2 separate regions of the Pan troglodytes genome follow, and region 2 is linked to region 1. A link is a contact called in public HiChIP or PLAC-seq data. All regions are on one chromosome and are shown on one strand. Each heading gives the region's core, a stretch centred on a gene start, on an enhancer-like site or on the middle of the called end of the contact. The rest is flanking DNA. Distances are from core to core; before and after follow the strand shown.

Region 1 (2,809 bases), core at 90-2,589:
AAGGCATAGGAGGCACATGACCAAGTCTGATTTTTTCAGACCTTCTGTTAAAACTGCCCCACAGATGGTTTCAAAATATAGAACCAGAGACTGTGGAGAGCTGGAAGGAATCCCCTTCCCCCCGTCCATTATCTTTGCTCCACGGATAAGAAATTGGCCTGAGAAGGGAAGGGACTGACCCAGGCCACACAGCCAGGAAGGGGCAACAGCCATGTCTCCTGACTCTCAGTGTAACATTTTTTCCCCTAAAATACATTGGACCAAAACCTACTTAGCAGCCCATGGAAATGAACAAGTAAATTGTTAACTTGCTACTAATTTTAGCTATCAACTATTGATGGTGGCACATCTAACTCAGTGGGTCATGATTCTAAGAAAGCCACAATTAATTACAAATTCCTTAAAAAACACAAATACAGACTATGGTTTAACCATATATTACCGAGACATTTTAATACAACTTTATTTTTAATAATAGGGAATTCAAAAAAATCTAAATGCTTTTTTGCTTAATGCATTTTCTCTCTCCAAAGAAAGTCTCAATATACTTTATATGTTTCCATCTTAAAAAGATTTTTTAGGCAGGGTGTGGTGGCTCATGCCTATAATCTCAGCACTTTGGGAGGTTGAGGCAGGAAGATTACTTCAAGACCACCCAGGGCAATACAGTGAGACCCCCCCATCTCTACAAAAACAAAAAAATTAGCTGGGTATGTTGGCACATGCCTATAGTCCTGGCTACTCAGGAGACTGAGGCAAGAGAATTGATTAAGCCCTGGAGTTCAAGGCTGCAGTGAGCTATGATTATGCCACTGCACTCCAGCCTGGGCAATAGAGCAAGACCCTGTCTCTTAAAAAAAATAAATAAATAAAAAGGTAGAAAAATGAACTAGTTTGGTGTAGACAGGTTCCCCTGCAGAGGTTCTGCTTCAGGCCTAAGTGAGGCAGTGGCAGCCAGGCAAGGCCCTGGAGAACAGCATGCCAGACAAGAGGAACAGACAGGGCCAAGGTCCCCAGGTGGGGAAGGGACTGGCATGCTTGAGAGCAGAAAGAAGACCCGGGCGGCTGGTTAAATAATGAACGAGGAGAAGCGGGGTGGGGGAATGAGGATGAAGAGGCATGCTTACACGTTTTTACAAAAGGGCAGCTTTTGACTTGCTGAAGCAAATGAAATGCTTCCATTAAATCCCCGCTTGGTGGTGTAGACGGGCTGCCACCACCTCTCTGAAGTGACTGAAAACAACAGGGAGGGGACTGAGGGGATGCGACCAGCATCCTAGAAGAGCAACTTCAGACTCCCTCCTTCAACTCCAGCAGCCACAGTTGCTTGGATACCCTTGTAGTTCAGGTCTCCTGAGGTCTCCACATGGCTTCCAGCTGCCTTTCTAGCACGTGAAGATTCTACCCTATCATCCTCTGCCATTTAAGGCGAGAGGCAGATTCACTGTGATCTGGGTAAATACCATTTCCAAAAAGGAAACCGGCACCCAAACCTCCCATCTTTTTATAAATTCTCCTGCACAGACGGTATAGTCTCAAAGGACGTAGGAGCCAAACTTGGGGAAAAAAAATTTTCTCCCCTATTTAGAAAGTTCTAAATAATCTGACACAACATTCAGCTAGTGGGGGTGTGAGAAAGTGGGAAGGAGGACTTTAAGGCAAGTCACATGAAATAAAGAGAAAAATGAAAAATGTAAGCTTTTGCCCTTTTGTGAGGACTTCTCTAATTCTCGTGGTATTTCAGATTTCCCTGAATCAAATTATTCACTCCTTCAGTTTGTAGGTAACAGACATTTCCCTTCCTTATTAACAAGATGCAGGTAGTTAGCAACATAATAGAAGCAAGAACTTTGTATTGCTTGGTGTGTCTGGGTCACATACTATTTTTAATTCCTGTCTCCTAACACCTGGGGGGAAAAATTAAGTTCAACAGTTCCTTACACAGGAAAAAAAAGAAATGAGCATTTCTCCCTCACTAACAGGCAGCACTTCCAAATAAAACCTGTCAGGCTTAAGAGCAAGATGGACTCGGAGTGGCTTTCTCCTCATTACTTGTCTCCCAACAGGGCTATTAAATGCCCAGGGTTGGTACATTTAAATTTCATTTCAAATTAAAATCCCAACAGAAGTCATGTCTTGCAAAGTAGGTCTTAAAAATACTTCTATGCTGGACAGATGAGACCTGCAGGGGAAGGAAACGCAGAGAGTGGATGCAGGTGGCAGTACCTAGTGAACTAAAAGCTCTTGAAGTCTCCATTAGGGCCCTCACACAGGGCTCTGGTGAAGGGTGATAACAAGGAAGCGACCAGGCCACACAGCAGGGGAACTGAGAGCAAGGACAACGCTTATCCTGCAAGAGCAAGCTAACCTTGCTGCCTGCTCCAGCCTCTCCTTTATTTCAAGTCGTTACCACAAAATGGGCAAGCAGCTTCCCTTGCAGAAAATCCCCCATCATGAAAAGCATCACATAAATTCCATTCTCACTTAACGATCTGTATATGAATTAGAGAATGTGGGTTTTGTTTTTGTTTTTTGTTTTCCTCTCTAGATGTTTGTAGTCCTGCCTTTAAAACACCAGGGGATGGCATCCGATACAGAGCTGCTGCTTTCTACAACAGCAGCCCCACAGTGCTCTTTTAAACACACTAACCCCTGGGGTAAGGAAAAAAAATTATGAGGAAAAGTGTTCCCTGGCTTCTTAGTCTCTAATAAGTACTGTGTGGTGCTGCTTCACTGGGATCAACTGGTTTCAACTTTCTATTCTCAGTGGCATCTACAGCAGGCTTGAGGCAGAACAGTTGACCAGAGG
Region 2 (3,239 bases), core at 279-2,778, 140 kb after region 1:
ACATATATTATTTGACTCAAACATGTTTTTTAAAATGGCTTAGGGGATTACACAACATACCAGAATAGGGCACTTTCTACAGTCTCCTAATAACCAAATGTTAACTATGAAACAGGGGAATTACTGCTGAGATGTGCAGTATTCTTCTGAGTCTCCCCGCCCCAACCCCATTTCCAAGTTCTAAAAATTTACCTAGGGTTCTGTTAACTACTGCTACAAAAACAAACAAAAAACAAACCTGTAGTCCCAGCTACTCGGGAAGGGGAAACGGAGGTGGAGGCCGAGGTGGGAGGAATTCTAGTCGCACCTGGGCAACATAGTGAGACCCAGACTTTCGAGAATACATACATATATTTCTCAGTTTGTTTTAGTGTTACTCAAATTTCCTAAATAATTTCGTATATATCTTATCCATGTTTTTCTCATTCTATAGTCACTGAGAGACCAGCGCTTTATGACTGCAACAAGTAAAATACTTGTTGTTCTGGAGTGTTTTGAGACTGGAGATTTCCTTTTCATACTCTAAAACCGAACATCTCCTAGCACCCGCGCAATCTTTGCAATCCGGGGATGAAGAGCAACACCTTTACAATTGTAATAAATCTTAAAGCTACCCTATCAGGGATTGAATGCATGAGTAATATAAATAATGGGGAAGTAAGTTCTTCCTATTCAATGCGGTTGTCTAGGTGTCAAGTGTCTAGTGTTGGGCTTCTCTAGACAGTAGGATCTCCACTGCTGCATCATCTTCAGAAAACGATGGGGCAGAGACGGAGGTAACCAGCTGTCGAACGAGCAGGAAGTTTTTAATCACCAACTCTACAACTACTTAATCAGTCCAGTCTCCAGCGAGCCCTAGGCTCTTCCCAAATCCTACGCCTGGCAAGGAGAACGGCCCTTTGAGGGTCCCCAAACTCAGGCGGCAGGAAGCACTCCCCAGACCGCTAGCGACGCGCCGAGGTTGCCCCCAGAAAAATCCCAACGTCGAAGGAGCGGGCGGCACCGCCCCTCCCCTCCCTTCGCTTTGCTTCCTAGTCCCCGGAGTCGCTACCGCCCACTTTCTAGCCGGACAAACAGCAGTCCAGGGCCAGGCACACAGCAGTCCAGGACCGGGCACAGCACTCACCCACGTCTTGCTCGAAGGGGTTGGCGGTGAACAAAGGCATCTCGCCGGCGCCCGAGCCCTAGTCGCTGCTGTCTAGCTAACACTCAGCAACTGCTACCCGCCGGGTGACCCGCGGCCGCGGCTCCCTAGACCGCTCCGCTTCGGCCTCCGTCCCTGCACTTCCGCCACCGCACCTGCCCGGCTCTTGCCTGACAGGCCGGCTCGGAGTCCACCCTTCGATCCCGCGCTCCTGTCCCAACTTTTCTCCCGGGGCGAGATCCCTCCGACCATGGGCGTCCTCCTAAGGCCTTTGTCGCTGCCCCTGTCCCAGACTTTTGTAGGGGTCAGGCGGCCGCTACGGCCACCTTTCCAGCGCTAGGACCCCGGCTAGCCACGAAGCCGGGGACCTTCGGAGCCGGAAGTAGTCCCGCCTGGAACTGGACGACCCCGGAAGCTGCAGTGCTAGCGGCGGCGCGGCAGGGGGCGCGGTACCCGTGGTTTTTCGCGTTGGACGACGGGCTCTGAGGGCCAAGTTCTTGTCACGAATTTAGTTTGTTTCAGAGCGGCAGGACTCGTAGCTAGAGAACGAGGACCCACGATGCGTACGCGTTACAGTCCTGTTTCCCTAGAAACGGAGCTGCCGGCGCGGAGGTGGCTTTGAGATTCTGCGAAAGACCTGACTGCTCTTCAACACTTATTGTGTTGCACCCTCCCAGGCGCCCAGTCCAAACCCCGTCAGAATAACCACCCGGGACAGCGGTGGTCGAAGTAACTACGCCTAACTTTTCGCTTTCCATCGTGTCCCCTCCATAAAAACACTGCTGGGCCCCCGGAATCCAAAGGCGAAGGAGGCACACTCCCTGCCTTAGACTTGCTGAGAGTTTTATAGGGGCAGTGCATAACGTACATGATGGTGTATGACGATTCGGATGGTAGTACGAGTCATAAACTCAAATTCCAACAGCATCCAGCCAGGTATTTAAATGAATGCAAAAGCCCAAGCACCCTTCCCACCCACATATTCTCTGTTCCTCTTAGAAAACTGTAGTAATGATTATGTTGCCTGTCTCTCTCCTCCTCATTAGATTATAAACTCCCTGATAAGTTTTGGTCACTATATATCCCCAGCGTCTAAAACAGTGTCCCAAGTAATAGACGCTCAATACTTTTCGAATGAAGCTGTAACTTTCTAACTGAACAGTGCGTATCTAAAGATGTCAACCATTGGTAAATTGCAGCCATTTGTTGAAATGTGGGTCCTACTAGAGTTTGCAATTTTTCAATGATGTTTAAATGTTGAGAATTACTCCAACATTTTAAATAATGGATTAATCAAAACCATTTTACAAACTCTAGTATAAAGACCTGATGCTATAGAGAGCTCATACACATTCAGAAAGGTGGTTGCATTTTATAGAGTTAGGGGCACAAATGAGAAGGAATCGTGCAGAAGGGGCTGTTTTTCATAGAACGTTGAACCTAGGGATGTTCAAGATAAATTGGGAGGCCGGGCATGGTGGCTCACGCATGTAATCCCAGCACTTTGGGAGGCCGAGGCGGGCAGACTGCTTGAGGCCAGGAGTTCAAGACCAGACTGGCTAACATGGCGAAAAACCGTCTCTACTAAAAATACAAAAATTAGCCAGGCATGGTGGCGCAAGCCTGTAATGCCAACTTCTTGGGAGGCTGAGGCACGAGAATCACTTGAGCCCAGGAGGTAGAGGTTACAGTGAGCCAAGATCAGGCAACTGCACTCCAGCCTGGGCAACAGAGCAAGACTCTGTCTCGAAAAAAGAAAAAAAAAAGACTTAGAGATTTTTTGGACAGATAAAGACTTTTTGTCTAAGACTTAGTGTTGGAATGGAAAACAAGGCTGACTAGGTATAAGAGGAAACAGATTGACAAGAATTTTAAAGGGCAAGCTGGGAATTTTTTATTTTGATTAAGGCACTCAATAATTATTTAAGGATATTGGGTAGCAGAATAGTAAAAAAAAATTTTTTTTTGAGATGAAGTCTCACTCTGTTACCCAGACTGGAGTGCAGTGGCGCGATTTGGGCTCACTGCAAGCTCTGCCTCCTGGGTTCACACCATTCTGCTGCCTCAGGAGAATGGCCAAAACTGGCCATAAACA

The links. HiChIP or PLAC-seq counts read pairs in DNA pulled down with a chosen protein or histone mark.
Region 2: an H3K4me3 HiChIP or PLAC-seq map of stem cell-derived excitatory neurons shows a contact between it and region 1, with 6 times the contacts expected there. The contact joins the promoter of FMNL2 here to the enhancer-like site in region 1. A contact is called at or near these places in 4 of 7 Hi-C or Micro-C datasets (blood, induced pluripotent stem cells and stem cell-derived neural progenitor cells), 1 of 1 datasets of contacts at active chromatin or transcription factors (stem cell-derived excitatory neurons) and 1 of 1 other capture datasets (stem cell-derived neural stem cells).

The regions. Positions count from the first base shown.
Region 1 is chr13:54,060,547-54,063,355 of NHGRI_mPanTro3-v2.0_pri, forward strand. The region is part of intron 2 of CACNB4 (calcium voltage-gated channel auxiliary subunit beta 4); the gene reads right to left. Among named protein-coding and RNA genes, the nearest start is that of CACNB4, 66 kb to the right of the region's middle. Within about 2 kb of position 1,340, at least 5 of the 24 cell types and tissues checked have an H3K27ac peak or open chromatin away from gene starts, as enhancers often do. A contact at or near this core is called in induced pluripotent stem cells and stem cell-derived excitatory neurons, where this site is marked.
Region 2 is chr13:54,202,410-54,205,648 of NHGRI_mPanTro3-v2.0_pri, forward strand. FMNL2 (formin like 2) reads left to right here and starts at 1,529. Exons shown (of 28, transcript XM_054679872.2): 1 at 1,529-2,080. STAM2 (signal transducing adaptor molecule 2) reads right to left here and starts at 1,253. Exons shown (of 14, transcript NM_001280281.1): 1 at 1,127-1,253. The coding sequence starts at 1,166.